2 separate regions of the Mus musculus genome follow, and region 2 is linked to region 1. A link is a contact called in public promoter capture Hi-C data. All regions are on one chromosome and are shown on one strand. Each heading gives the region's core, a stretch centred on a gene start, on an enhancer-like site or on the middle of the called end of the contact. The rest is flanking DNA. Distances are from core to core; before and after follow the strand shown.

Region 1 (7,902 bases), core at 1,609-4,108:
CCCACATTTTTTTTAAACGATGTGTCAACAATTTTGTATTGTACATAAAATGTTTGGTTTAAAAAACAAAACAAAAAAACCCTTAAATGCTCTCTAGGCATTTTAATTGCTGTAAGATTTGACTTCCCAGACATCTACGTGGTATGAGGGATGGCAGGTCAACACTTGAGCTTTACCATAACTAGGGCATAAATGACAAACCTGACTTTGGCTAACATCATTGAGAACAACTTGGGACCAGGAGCAGAGCTATTCCAGGAGGTGGCAGTGAAGCTGCAATCATTCCTATTTATCGGGAGCAAACATGGTAGGTTACATACATCATAAACTATTGGAGATAAGAGACTTCAAACACAACCCCTAATAAAAAGCATGCATCATGACTATCAGTTAGCTCTGTAGTGCAGAAGTCTAGGATGACTCACCTCTAGTATCCTGAATCTGTCCTCGCTATAGGGGTTATCTGAGCAGCATTGACCATGAATTAGTAAATACTGACATCGCAATGCCGGCATGCACAGGGAAGTTTGTGGGTTGGGTGGTGGGGAGCCACAGCTATCCTTCTAACTTTCACAGAGCCTTGGAGCCTAGGGAGATGGTAAGCGAAGATCTGAATTTTGAATGCAGTGTGAAGGAGCTGCAGAAGCCATACCTCTCACTCTTTGGCCACTCTGTTCCATTCCAGTGGCTGGAAGAATGCTCAGAGGGGCCCAAGTCAGCATTCCCGCTCTTGGATCTACTCAACACAGAACTGTTGGCTTAACTCTGTGCTCATGTGGATTAGTACATGCTAAAATGCCTTTACTGGTTTCCCCCCCGGGGTTTCTAAAATTGTGTAGTGTCAGAACCAGAGCTTAGCTTATTTGGGAAACAGGTTCAGCACCTCCAAGATAAACTGGCCCTGGAAAAGCACACTCTGTGGGTAGGAAGGAGGGCGCTTTGCTTCCGTGGCTCTACATGGAGGAGAAGGCAAGGCGGAGGTTAGAACAACAGGAGGGTAGACGGAGGATTAGCGCTATGAAGCTAGCTTGGGTTCAAGGGAAAAAAATAAACCAGAAACATCCATTGGTACTGCCCCCTTACTCTTTATACAGATTTGTATTTAGAAAAATTAGGGAACTACATTTGCTCATAGCCTGAGAAAATGAATCAGAGTATAGCAATTAGGCTCGTGAAAATCTACAGGGGGAAAAAAAAACTGCTATCAACGGATAATGCCGAACATGGAAAAACTAACAACAGAGAAATAAATGTACAGTCATCAAGAAACCAAAGGCTTTTCCTGTCTTGCCCGAGCCCTGCCGTGGCACAGTGCTGAGATGAGTTGGGGGGAAATTCAAGCACTATTGCTTTCTCTTCTATGGCTTTTGTTGACGCTCGTGTGCCGATTATGACTTGGTTAATACAGGCCAAGCTATATACAGCTGTTGACTTTTAATACACAGCAGGGGGCGGGGCTATGACAGTCACGTGACACGCCAGTACACCCATTTCACTCACACACACACCCCCCTTGCCCACAGTCAGACTGAAATAAAAATCACAAGAAGGTGTCTCTGGTGAAGAACATTATAAAGGTTATAAATCTTTATCTTAATAGGGCCCTGAGAGTTTTCCCCTATGCTTAGGTGAAGGAAGGCAAAGAACAAGGTTCCCTCGTTCCGTAAGTGCTTTGTGCAACTATGTCCACTTCAGTTCCGAAATCTGTTTTTGGAGGAGGCTTTTGGACCAAGTTAAAAGTCTCCTATTGGAGCTCTCTATTCGTACGTAGCTGAAACGGTTGGCGGCTGCTCTCCCGATATCCTGGGGATATTCCAGAGAGCTAACGCAGCAACTCGAGTTCCCATGAACTCTGAACTTCGGGTCAGTCCCGCAGAAGCGCACCTCAGTGCCTTCAGAGAGTCTCCTGCGTTCAGAAGCCGTCATCTGGGTGAGATGCTGGGGCTGGAGAAGGAACCAGAATTCCTGGGGGACTGGAAAGGGATGGCCGAGGAGGTGGGGGATCTCTTGGGGCTGCACAGGTCTCCGTTGTGCAGTTTCCACAGAAGTTCCTCGTTCTCCATGGACAGTCTCTTGTTGACCTTCGACTCCTTCTCAAGGGACTCCTGCAGCGCGGCCTGCTCGGTGGAAAGTTGCCTGGAAAACAAAACCCAGAGAGCATATGAATCCAAGTCAAAAAGGAACTACTACTGTTTATATCTGAAGGTTCAAGAAACTTCTTCTGGGGGAATACACAGGTTCTTGTCCAGGGTCATCAATTTTTTTTTTCTGATTTTTCTCTCATATAGCTCATCCTCACCACGATTTCCCCTCCCTCCTCTCCTCCCACTTCTCTTCAGAAAAGGACAGGCCTCCCAGGACTATCAACCAAACATAGGGTTCCTGGTTGGGGTTTTTTGGTTTGGTTGTTTGTTTGTTTGTTTGTTTGTGACAGGGTTTCTCTGTGTAGCTCTGGCTGTCCTGGAACTCACTCTGATGACCAGGCTGGCCTTTAACTTAACCTGTTTGAAGCAGTCCAGAGTGCTGGGACAAAAGGCATGTGTCACCACTGGCATATGGGTCATAGATTTTTTTTTAAGCTGAGAAACCCAACTACTACAAATAAGGAAGCATATAGATGAGTGTTAGAGGACTTGCCTAATGTGTGTGAGGCCCCCTGGCTCAAGGTCTGTGGACCACAAAAAGGAAAGCAAAACTCCCGAATACCAGAGCCTCAAGCCTGACCCAAATAAATAATCCTGAGTAATTGCTGGCAACTCTAGTCTTTGGGAGATTTCCCAGTAGGCAATGGGGCACTTGCACAAGGCTTGTTTTATTTCTGTCTTAACTCAAGGCCTCTTTCTGTTCACGTGTGTTGTTACCCCTTGTCTGACAGCGCCATTACAGTTAGTGAGCTGCAGTTAGGTGAGAGGTCTAGGGCACCTTGGTAAATGCATGAACCATTCTCCTGCTTCTCTCACATGCCTGGGAGGTGCCTGGTGGAGCGTAGCCAGAAGGGACCGTAGATGTCCGAGGATGAGGAAAGGGGAAATAGACTCTTGTAGGTTTACCTTGAAATTGCCATGTGTTTGTCCATGCGAGCTTTTAACTCCTCGTTTTCCTGCTGGAATCGCTTCAGCTTGTCAACCAATGCTGTGTTATTGTCCACCTTAGTATAAAACAAGGTTTGTAGTTATATATATATATATAAGAAATGAATAAATAAACTCTCTCACTTCTTAAGCATATTCCCAATACACGGCACCATCAACAAGTTGATCAGGAGGAGCCATAGTGGCACACTGATGTCTTCATACACCGACCACGGTGAGGACATGTGTTCATCAAACACAGAAATAAGAGAGCTAGGCAGTAATGTTTTTATTCTAGGTGACACTTTCAGAGATGTCCTGCTGGGAGCTGGTGTCCTGCCTAGGTGACCATGGGTGCTGGGTCTCTTCCTCAAGGCAGTAAAGGAAACACTGCAGTTTAACTGTCTCCGTTCACACAACCCCTGTATCTACAGCACTCGTGTACACATACGCAAAGAAGGAAGCGGGGAGAGGAGGAGGAGGAAGGGGGAGAGTTAGGGACAGAGGGAGGGTGAGAGGGAGGAAGGAAAAAAGAAACTAGACAGAGGAAGGAAGGAGAAGAGGAAGGGAGGGAGCCTATAGGTCTTGGCCATACTGAGGAAAGCCTTAAACTTATTCCAGGATGGTTTTGGCATTTACCTCCAGGTGGCCCTATGGAGATACAATGTAGCAAGGTTAGGTAAAGAAGTAACTGAAGAAAGCAGGCTTCCCTGCTCAGTTCAGGCCAAGGGACACTTGTGCTCTTTCCAGCCTTACACAAACTGATCAGTTGAGTGGTTATAGGCATTTAAAGTCACTGAACATGGTGACCCACTGATCCCATCCTGGCTCCCTTCCGTAAGGAATGGTTTATTGCTTCTTTAAGAGGCAACATCAAAGCTCAGAGTGAACTTAACATGAGGTCAAAAATGAACCCCCAAGTCCCTGTCATGGCAGCTGGCTATGGCGCATCTGTTTGGATTACAGCACCCAGGTGAAATTCTTGTTTTTAAGACATCCTTGAGTCCAGAAAATCCTCATGACATGCCATTCAGATGAAATAACTTTCTAAAAAAAAAAAAAAATCTACAGGATGAAAAAAAAGAGGGGTGGGGGAGTTGGGCAGGGGAGAAACACCTTGAAATGCTTTTCAAGGTAAGACACAACCTGGGAAAACTTGGAATAAAAAAACAAAAACATGACAATTGGCCTCAAACCATTATTCTATCAAAGCTTTGCTCTACTGAGGTCAAAACTCCATCTTTGATGTCACAGAGCTTCCCACTGGCAGAGCTAGCTCTCAAAGCAAACCTGTCTTCCTTGGATAGTTTCCTCATGCTAAGTGTGATGGTTAATCTGCCAACTTGACACCACCTTAGAATTACCCGAGAAGAAAACCAATGAAAGACTCTATATATCAGGCTGGCTGTGGGCATGCCTCCGGGGGATCCCCTTGTCTAAATGTGAACAGCACCACCTAGTAGTGACTCAGCCGTGAGGAGGCAGACGAAAGGCACTTTTGACTCTGCGCTTTGCTTGCTTGGCCCTTATTCTCACTGGGGAGGCTACGTGCCCTGTTGCCACTGCAGACGATTCTGTCTCTGATATTAGAATCAGCTTCTTCAGGGCTTCCAGAGTGGACTGGTGATCAAAAGGCTCTTCAGAAGTCCCACTGGCCTTTGGTACCAGATCGGAACTGCAGAGGCGCCCAATCTTGTGGGCAGCCACGGCTGGACTAGTTAGTCTAAGCTCATCATGGAAGCCAGTCTAGCAAATCTTCCTTTAATAGATCAGTGTATCAGCTCTGTTCCTTTAGAGAACCCTAATACACTAAGTGTTCTATCTTCTCTAAAGACCTGGTGCTGCCAAGTATACAACACAGCAGTGGCAACAAGTGTACCCATCGTCTTAGCAACCTACATTCCTGTAAAAACAACAGGGCGATGCCAACTGGCACTGTTCAGTCGGGGCACAGAACAGAACTATCATGACTCAATAGAAATTAAAATGTGTTTGTACTTTTACAGCAGGGCCTTGTATCACTTGAGATTGTCTGATAAGTTTAGGTACCTGAACGGGAGATGGAGCAACACATTGTTAACAGGGTTTCCTGAGTCATCATTGCCAGCCTGCTGAGCAGGTGGCGCAGGCTGACCTTTGCCAAGAAGTGCTGTGTGTACTAGGTTGGGCCTATTAACAACTAGGAGTTTCAGGCATTCGTTTAAAAAAAAAATCCACTTCCTGTACTCCTGGCACCTCCAAGATGGGTAGATTGAGGAGTCCCAGCTGTATGTATCTACTATCATTGTGACACCCACTTGACAGATGGGATGTATTCTCTCAAACTGGAACTGGGCTGGACTTAAAATGCCAGTTGGGAGAAATTCCTTAGTAGCTTAGGAGACGATATGCATCTTGGTGGGCAAGAAAGCAATCATGAACCAACCCAGCGGAATCATGATGACCAAAAGCCATGAGGATGAACTCAGGCTGGTTCTATTCCTAGAAACATGTCTGGCCTACACTCATGTCACTGTCATCTGGGGGTCTTTACTGTGACTGCACTCAAATCAACTCCAGCGAGCCCTCGCCTTCATGTGTTTGTCAACAGACTAGACTAGACTGCAGTGTATGCACGATTATCATCTCAGTTCCACACACGAGAGAAAATGATATTTGTCTTTCTGGGCCGGGCTTTCTTCACTTAATAGGATAATCTCTGCCTCCAATTACTGCTGCAAATGACATAATTTCATTCTTCATTATGGCAGATCCAAACTCCGCAGCGTATAAAAAAAAGGAGTCCTCTTCCCCCACTTCCACATTTCCTGATGAAGTGAAGTAATGCCTGTGTGTTCCCTTAAGCACTGCCTCCCTCAAAAAGCAGTTAATTATCTCTAGGAATCAAAACACCAAACTAAGCCAAATCCCCCAAACCAGAAAAGCCGAACAGATAAAGAGTAACCTCTATGCTCCCTATTGTTCAAGGCTAGTTTAACTTTGAATGAGACTTTTCTTCAAGGCGTAGCGAGTCACCCACAACTGGGTGGAGGAGACACATGCAGCCCTGGATGGCTGGCAGTTGGGAGCAAAGTACAGCAAGCAACAGCTAGGGCCACTTAAGCTGCTGAGAAATCCTTCCATCTTGGTTCATGTCCTGGCCAGCAGATCCTGAGTTTCAGGGCTGGACCAAGGCTGACAGTGCACACCGGGCACACCCCTCAAACACAGCCTGGAGTAGGTTTAAATTCTGATTAATGCTTGCTGTTTTCCAACTGGGCTGATCAACACACAATTCTTTTCATCATAGTCACATTCTTAAAAAGATACAGAATGCTAATAGATTGTGTGGTACCAGTGAAGTTACTGGATAGATCCAACTGTCCTTCTGTCTAGAATGGGTGCTGCATTAACATACTGGTTTTAGAGTAATTTTTCTCATTAGGCAAGTGAAGACCCACAGACTACTGAAATGGGAACCTGATTTGTTATAATTTTTCCAAAACTAGATGCTGCTTTGCATGCACTCTATAAATAAATAAATAAATAAATAAATAAATAAATAAATAAATAAATAAATGTTCTAGGAAGCAGCAACTAATCTGGAAAGGAAAGTGCAACTCTGACCCTTTGTGTACTTTCCAAATATCATCGAGTACAAGTTAGCTCTGCTATATAGCTTCTCTAAGCTCTGCTATTCTATTTCACAGGCAACTCCGTACGCACAGCTATGCAAACAGCACATGCGCAGGAGGCACATGTGCGGTAGGCGCTCACTCCCATCCTGCAGGAGACATACCAGCTTTTCCATCTTCATTAGCTTCATGTCCTGCTGGTGCAGCTTCTCATTCTTGATCTCTAACACAGCCTTCAGGCTTTCTAGTTCTTGCTCCAGATACATGACCTGAGGGTTTTTCTGAAAAAACAAAACAAAACCAAAAACAACCACTAAGATAACTGCTCTGACTTTAATCACATATTATACAGTCTAACCTCTTGATGTACTGATTTCTCTGATTAGTCTTAGAGAAACAAGCAATAAATTACTTACTCCCTTTGATTGTTTGTTTGTCTTAAACACAGGGTCATGCTTTGACTGTCTTGATATTTATAGTAGTTCTCCTGCCTCAGCTTCCCATATTGCTGGGATTATAGGCATCCCCTGACATGGCCAGCTAAATGTAAGTAAGTTTTCTTTTTTTTTTTTCTTTTGTCTTTTTTTCATACAAGGTTTCATGCTATCATCAGGCTGACCAGGGACTCATTCGGCTCAATCTGGCCTTGAATTTGTGGTTATTCTATTGTCTCAGGTTCCCAAGTGCCAGAATTAGAAAGATGAGTCACCATGCCTAGCTTAACTTCTTACATCATTGTCAAAGAAGTAAAAAAGAATTAAGAACCTTCTAATCTCAAAGACTTTGGTCACAGTATTGAAAACAAATTTATCTTTCCCCAGTTATTTAGTATGGTAGATACTTTCATCGGATCTCTTATTAGGAACAAGAAACCATTGCTTACAACATAAAAACAGAGCTCAGGAGAGAGAGCTTTCTCCAGCTCTAAACTAGTATCTGGAGGGAGAAAAGGAAACAGTAGTTTTCTCTAAGCAAAGTCAGTATCTGAGGAGAAACACAAGCAAAGACAGTGTCATATGCAGGGCTCTGGGAAATGACACAGAGCGATAATGTCCTGAGCCTCTGGGCTCTCCTCATGGTTACCTTGGCTTCGCCATGGCAACACTACCACAGAACACATTCACTCTCCCAAATGGACAGTGTGATACCACCACTGTGGAGTATCTCCACAGCCCACTCCTGGTCTGATGGAAATTCAACCGAACCACGCAAGCAGG
Region 2 (7,902 bases), core at 3,371-5,870, 82 kb after region 1:
CCTGGCTGAGCACTTCCTCTGTTCCATTAGTTTTCAATAATCCTATAGAAAGAAGTATTTACGTCATAGAAAACTGAGAAGATGGCTTAAAGCCCAGGACCTAAGAAGCCTACAGTCCCTCAGACATTTAGCTGAGGACAAAACAATTTTTTTCTATGTTCAGAACTGATGGTCCGATGGCGCTTCTTCTGTGTGATAGCATCAGGCCAAGAGCTTAAAGCGTCACGGCCTGCTTCAAATCCACCTCGGCTCTTCCCGGCAGCAAAACCTCAGTGTATGTATGTCACTGAACTCACCCATGTTGGGCTCCTAGTTCTTACGATGGAAATAAGCCTCAGAAAATCACAGTGAGTGTTACATAAACTCAAGAGGTCAGATGATTAAGTTAGAGCCGAGAAACTGGCATACATACATTAAATTGAGCCAGCTGATATCATCAGCGTGGTAATAATTGGCTAGGAAAATTCCCATCATTATCTAATCATATTTAATTGAGTTCATTAACAAAACAAAAACAAAACAGAGCCGGGGATCTAGTCCAGTGGAAGAGCACTTGCCTAGCATGCTCAAGGCCCAGCCAGTGTTCCGGAGTTCGATCCTTACCACCGCCATCAACAACAAAACCCACACTCTGAAAGAGCAAAGTACTTGGGTGTGACTTACTTTATATTCTGTGATCATATATAAATTTCCATATTTGACAACACGTGAAATGGAGGTACCCCAATTGTAACTGTAGTCTGATAGTCAGCTTAAAGCTTTTTTAAAGAACTGTTATTTTGACTCCGGGTCTCTCTGCTTGGTTTTCTAAAAAGATTGATTGAAAGCCCCACCTTGGTTGGACGACTGCAGCCAGTTACCTTTCCGCCAGCAAGACTGGGGGGGGGGGCAGGGGCCTCCATTTGGTTTCGGTTGCAGACGCACAAACACTTCATTGTACAGCAGAGACTCCCGAGGTTCTCTCCCCTCTTCAACTCAGCGGTGTCACATTTCCTGTCCCCCCTCTCCAAATACCTCCCAATTCATGGAGATTCTCCAGAGAAGCTGCTAATTTTTAAACATAACACTGCACAGCTGAATTGTCTTCTGTCTTACCTCAGCTAGCCACCACAAACACCACAGACTGGACAGCCCAAACATCAGGAATTTATCTTCTCTTATTTCTAGACACTGAGGTGTCCAAGATCAAGATCTCAGCTAAGTTGCTTGCCAGCCTGAGTCTCTTCCCAAGACACCCCGTTGCTCCTGCATCTCACAAAGCAGAGATACAGCGCTGGCATTCTTACTCTTCCTGTAAGTTGGTTTAGCCTAGGGTCTTATCTTTATCTTAATTGTGAGACCTTCTCACAGGCCCTAGCTCCAAAGTTAGGGCTTCCACTTTTAAATTCGGGGTGACACAAGCCTCCAGTCCACAGAAGTCTTCTAACCATACAGAAGTAAAACTTAAATTCAAATAGATAATAATGGTGGCAGTCACATTTTCTCCTAGTCATGTGTAGAAAACTATGTGTAAATAGGCATGATGACACATGCCTGTACCCTAGGCGCTCAGAAGGCAGAGGCAGGAGGATTGCTGCAAGATCAAGGACAGCCAGGCTACACAGCAAGTTCCAGATGAGCCAGTGAAACAGAATAAAACTCTGTCTCAACAACAATAAAACAAGTAAAAGATGATTTAGTTTTATAAAATCAGACTGAAAATTTAAATACGTCCAAGGTGACCTGGATTCAATTTCCAGCACCCACATAAAAATAAAAACAATTTTTTTTAAACAGATCCACATTTCTCTTATAGATATAACACATGGTAAAGGGACTTTTAAAAAGGACTGATCGTCTCCATAAAGAGTTCCATCTGCTTAAATAGATCTTGGGCAGGGACCCAATTTCTAAAGCCGTGTGTGTTTGTGTGTGTGTGTGTGTTTGTGTGTGTGTGTGTGTGAGAGAGAGAGAGAGAGAGAGAGTGCAAGCATCGTATTGCTCAGATAATCATGCGAGGAGCAGCCATTTCTCAAAGAAACTAGGTGAATTCCATTTCATCCCTAGTAAAACAAGCCTGCAAAAACTATTGGATTCCAAGATTCTGAAACCCTTACTCTTGATAAGTGTCCATGCCAACGGAGGGGAAATATTTGCCAGAACCTGGCAGCTCGCTGGTGCCAGACTGAAATCAGAACACAGGACCCCTAACATCAATCAGGCCAGGGTGCCAGTGACCACAGCTCCACGTGGCACCAAGGCCCAGGTGCTCCAAACATCAAAGCAGGAATGGAGCTCTCCAGCCCTGGTGACTTCCAAGAGCCACACCAGGCAGCAGCAAGGAAGACCAGAACTCAGATCTCCTTCCTGGTCTGCGCCCAGTGGTGGCAATATGGAAAACAAGAACTACTGCTTTCAGACACATCTTAGCTTCCCCATTTTCCTCCCAAATGATGACATTTAATGGGGCCCCGAGTTTCTGTCCATTTAGTTCCCCTGGGGATGGGCATTAGCTACCGATCTCTCTCCACGTCATCTGGGGTCTGCTTCTCCACCCTTATGAGCCTGATATTAACCAAGAATCTAAACAGCACATGCCTGGACCTAGCAGCTTTGAGATAGATAGAACCCTGCAAAACAAACCTAAAAATGCTAATTGCAGTGCAGTAAAGAGGTCCTCCGGGATTCGGCTGGCTCTATAGGCTCTGTGAAGCATCTCACATGCAAAAACATCGTCGTTAGGGGCACATTTTTTAAACATTCAATACTAGTCACTATTTTTTTTACACGTGATCTATCCAATATGTCTTTAATTTGCTCAAGGCTGTACCTGCAGAAATAAGGGGTGTTCCCTGCGGAGAGCTCTCTCGGTTCACTGGGGTGACTAAACAGGCTTTTCGTCTCAGTCTATGAAAGGGGCGAATTTTGCACTTGCTGTTCCAGCTCATTACACAAAGCAATGTGCACATCTGCCAAACTGAGTAAGGCCCTTAACAGCCGTTCTTGGTGCTGCTATCAAATTTCAGCCTGATTCGGCTTTAAAACTAGAACTTCTGAAATCCCAGCCAAGGTAAACGAAAGTTCACATTAGGAAAGTTTTAACTTTTCAGTTGCTGTTCTAGCCCCCTAAACTGTCTTTCATTACAATTCAAAAGAAAAAAATCTCTTCCTATGTGATGGGGGCACATTATGAACCTTTAAAAAACCATTACAGTATGTTAAGTGCTTAGCTTAGTTTTATTAAATTTATTTATTTAATATATGTGTGTAAGAGAACGAGACCATGTGTGACAGCCAGAAGATAACTTGTGGGAGTCCGTTCTCTCTTTCTACACAACTCGGGTCATCAGGCTTGGCAACCAACACCCTGAGTCATCTTACATGCATGCATATGTATGTATGTATGTATGTACATACACATAGACATATATTTATACATGTACACACATATACATATACATGTGTACATATATAGATATATACATACACACATACACATATCCATTCCAGGTGGGGCTTAACCATGCAACCCTCCTGCCTCTACTTTCCAAATAGATTATACAGGTGCCCACCACACTCAGTTAAAAAATAAAACCGCTCTTGTGTTCTTGCTTGCTTCCTGTAGCTATGATAAACACCATGACCAAAAGCAACTTGAGGAGGTAAAGATGTATTTCCTTGTAAACTTCCACATCACAGTCTGTAATGGAGGAAAGTCAAGATAAGAACCCAAGGCAGGAGCCAGGCATGGTGGCACACGCCTTTAATCGCAGCACTTGGGAGGCAGAGGCAGCGAATTTCTGAGTTGAAGGCCAGCCTGGTCTACTGAGTGAGTTCTAGGACAGCCAGGGTTACATAGAGAAACCCTGTCTCGAAAAAGACAAAACAAAAAACAAAAAACCCTCTTGGACTGGAGAGATGACTGAGTGGTTAAGAGCACTGACTGCTCTTCCAGAGGTCCTAAGTTCAATTCCCAGAAACCACATGGTGGCTCACAACCATCTGTAATGGGATCTAATGCCCTCTTCTGGTGTGTCTGAAGACAGCAACAGTGTACTCACATACATAAAATAAATAAATCTTTAAAAACAAAAAAACAAAACAAAAAACAAAAAAACTCAAGGCGGGAAGTGAGGCAGAGGGACCGAGGGAGGACTGGCTTCCAGTCTGCTCCCAGTTTGCTGTTTAGCTACCTTTCTTTCCCAGACTAGGCCCCTCCTGCCTCAGTGTGGCTCTGCCCACAGTGTACTGGTCCCTCCCACATCAATTAGCAGCCAAGAAAAAGCTCTAGACATGCCCTCAAGCCCACTGATGAACGCAATTGCTTAATTGAGGTTCCTTCTTCCCAGGTGCAAACTGACAATCAAGATCATCACAAGGTTTGCTACACTAGCCAACTGCACAGTTATAATACGCACGCTTTGGGAGAGCCTGGAAGTTGAGGCACATCAGCCACTCGCCAGAGACGCTTTGCACTGCTCAAAGGAAAGAGGCTGTGCTGTCTCCTCAGACGGCCCTTCTCTCCTGTTGGACCACAATAAGCTCGCTGCTTTAGCGACATAATGCATTGGCTCTAAAACCAGATGGCCTTTCTGCTTTCTGCCAAGCCTAATTTCTGATTGCAAAACATCCATCCCGTGCTACATAATGAGAATACTTGAGTTACTTTTGCCTTACCAGAGCCGGACACGCGCCTGATCCTCTGAGGCGATAAGGCCCTGTCGGAGCCTAGGGTTCTACTCTCACTCTTCCTCCTCAGGCAGGCAGCAGTGGGACCCACTTTGGCTTTTAGACCTGGTGTTTTCCTCAGGCTCCGCGAGTCTGGCTTGGAACTGCTCCTTCCTGGCGTGGTGGAAGTTTTGGGTGCAGAGCCCTGTGAGGAAACAAACCAGTTAAGATTTCAGTCTCATCACACTTTCCCCCCCAATTCCATCCCTGAGGCGACAGCTCTATGAGACAAACCCTCTGTCTTGGTGGCTTTACCAACAATTAAGACTCCTTGAGGAGCTGGAGAGATGGCTCAGTGGTTAAGAGCACTGACTGCTCTTCCAAACATCCTGAGTTCAAATCCCAGCAACCACATGGTGGCTCACAACCATCCGTAATGAGATCTGATGCCCTCTTCTGGTGTGTCTGAAGACAGCTACAGTGTACTTAGATATAATAATAAATAAATGTTAAAAAAAAAAAAAAAGAGTAAGACTCCTTGAAGCTGACTTCAATGGCCCTGATATACCTTTAGGCCCAGTAGCTGTCTGGTTATTTCTTCCCTAGGCCTCATTCTTTGATACCTTTCAAGGTTAGTCTGAGCCAGGGCTTCAACTTGGTCTTGTTATCTTCCCTCCCCATGAGCTCGCCCTTCATAGCTTGTCTTGTATTTCAACCATGAATGATGCACTCAAAAGTCATATTTCCAAGCCAACACTCTCCCCCTTCAGTTGCCCCTGAATATCCCCACTGAGATCTTTCTACTCAATAACAATTACCCTATTATTATTGGCACTCACTAACACAGAGCCCTTACACTACATAAAAAGCCATTCTAAATTTTGATTTTTAGCTAGCTTACAAAATAATGATATTGTAGGTCATACAAAATGTGGCAGTTTTGCACATATACAGTTTTTTGTTGTTGTTGTTGTTGTTGTTTTGTTTTTGAGACAGGGTTTCTCTGCGTAGCCCTGGCTGTCATGAAACTCACTCTGTAGACCAGGCTGGCCTCAAACCCAGAAATCCACCTGCCTCTGCCTCCCAAGTGCTAGGTTTAAAGGCGTGCACCACCATGCCCATCACATATACAGTTTTTATTTTCTTTCTATTCAATCATTCACTAGCCCTTATCCATCTTCCCAACTCTTTCCTCCTACATCAAAATATGCCTTCTACTTTAAAAAAAAGATTTATTTATTTTATGTATATAAGAGTCAGTGCTCTTACCCGCTGAGCCATCTGGTCAGCCCCGTGCCTTCTACTTTTATGTCACATTTATGTGTGCATATGTATACATACGCCTCCATATAGATACTTGACCTAGCACATATGAGACAAAACATGGGATTTTTTTCTTTTCTGGTCTTCTTTATCATCCCTTTTGCTCCTGATTTTTCCTTTTCTTAGATCTCTCTTCTATGTCACAGTCACTCTATTTTCAAGATGTACACTCCTGAATACACACATATTTATATGTGTACACACACACACACACATACACGCATACACACACACATATATACACACACACACATACACACACACAAACAAATTAAAGGCAGAAAGAGACTGATTCTGCATATGAAAGAAACATATGTGGTTTGAGTCTGACTTACTTAGTGCGATTTCAAGTTCCATTAATTCTCCTATAAATGACACAATTTCATTAATTTTTACAGAAGAGTTAAGTTGCTTTGTGCACCTGTACCACTGCTCCAATCAGCTCATCTGCTGATCCACATCTGGGCTGGTTCCCTAGATGGGCACTGTGAATATTGAAGCAGTAAACATGCTGTGGTTCTCTCTGTGGTCAGGCTGACTTGCATTCCTTCAACCATCACCCCAGAAGTACAGATAGGTCTATGGTGGCTCTCCATTCTAAAATCTAAACATGTGCATCAACTAATTTAAAATCTAAACATGTGCATCAACTAATTTAAATCTGTTTTGGGGGGGGGGTTTGTTTTGGTTTGGTTTTTTGAGACAGGGTTTCTTTGTATAGCCCTGGCTGTCCTGGAACTCACTTTGTAGACCAGGCTGGCCTCAGAAATACGCCTGCCTCTGCCTCCCAAGTGCTGGGATTAAAGGCGTGCGCCACCAGGCCCGGCTTTAAATCTGTTTTTAACCTAGTAAGATTATTGGTCATACCCCATTTTAAGGAATAGCATTAAAACACTTTAAAAAAAAATCAAGTTCACAATTTACACCTGTCTCCTATTAACATATCCAGCTACCCAACTTAAACAAGGAAAGCTGTTGTGTGTTCTGATGGGTTTGTATATTCTTGGACTAGGGTGTGGCACCATTTGGAGGTGTGGCCTTGTTGGAATAGGTGTGACTTGGTTGGAGTAGGTGTGTCACTGTGGGTGTGGGCTTAAGATCCTCACCCTAGTTACCTGGAAATCAGTCTTCCACTAGCAGCCTTTGGATGAAGACTTAGAACTCTCAGCTCCTCCTGCACCATGCCTGCCTGAACGCTGCCATGCTCCCACCTTAATGATCTTGGACTGAACCTCTGAACCTGTAAGCCAGCCCCAATTAAATGTTTTTTATAAGACTTGCCTTGGTCATGGTGTCTGTTCACAGCAGTAAAACCCTAACTAAGACATGTGTCTTTGCTGCTTTTCTTGGCTCTTGAACCCATTTTTCTACCTGCCTTCATATAAAAAAGCCAGCCTCATTTCTCAAAATGATTGCTGAAATCATGTCCTTGAGGCTTGTCTGGTCTCCCCAGCCTCTGCTTCTTCTACTCCCCTACTACAAAAATCTTCCAAAAACTCAACTCTTTTAAAGTCACAGCAAATCCACTGTCATTGTCTCCTTGCATTCCCCTCTCCCATCACAACCTCTACCTGAACCTGGCATGCTTGCATCAGAATACATCCCTGTGCTCTTCATCTTAACACTTGGTGTTTTCTCAGCCCAGCACACAAGCCCTGTAAGCTACAGCCAGAGACTAAATGGCCTCGTCATCAGAAGCTTTCTTCTCTTGATAGCCCTCCCAACTGCTACCAGCCTTTCCTCCAGTACACAGCACGCCATCCACACTCCTGACTCAGTACTTAGCATGCCCTTATGGCTTATTTTCTGACAGTAACACTGCATTAGATAAAACATTGGACCATAGCTGTCTTTCTTGATACCCTAACAAGTACTACCATCTGTGGCATACACAGTAGATGCCCAACAATTGTTTCCACTGTAGACATAAGG

The links. Capture Hi-C pulls out chosen DNA fragments and counts their contacts.
Region 2: a contact with region 1 is called in a promoter capture Hi-C map of adipose tissue. The contact joins two enhancer-like sites. A contact is called at or near these places in 1 of 115 datasets of contacts at active chromatin or transcription factors (embryonic stem cells) and 2 of 9 other capture datasets (adipose tissue and liver).

Annotation. Positions count from the first base shown.
Region 1 is chr8:40,991,498-40,999,399 of GRCm38.p6, forward strand. Mtus1 (mitochondrial tumor suppressor 1) reads right to left here. Exons shown (of 14, transcript NM_001005863.2): 12 at 6,850-6,966; 13 at 3,051-3,148; 14 at 1-2,136. The coding sequence ends at 1,923. Among named protein-coding and RNA genes, the nearest start is that of B430010I23Rik, 22 kb to the right of the region's middle. Within about 2 kb of position 2,859, at least 30 of the 459 cell types and tissues checked have an H3K27ac peak or open chromatin away from gene starts, as enhancers often do. A contact at or near this core is called in adipose tissue, where this site is marked.
Region 2 is chr8:41,071,576-41,079,477 of GRCm38.p6, forward strand. Mtus1 (mitochondrial tumor suppressor 1) reads right to left here. Exons shown (of 14, transcript NM_001005863.2): 3 at 4,657-4,852. Among named protein-coding and RNA genes, the nearest start is that of Gm16193, 22 kb to the left of the region's middle. Within about 2 kb of position 4,621, at least 21 of the 459 cell types and tissues checked have an H3K27ac peak or open chromatin away from gene starts, as enhancers often do. A contact at or near this core is called in adipose tissue, where this site is marked.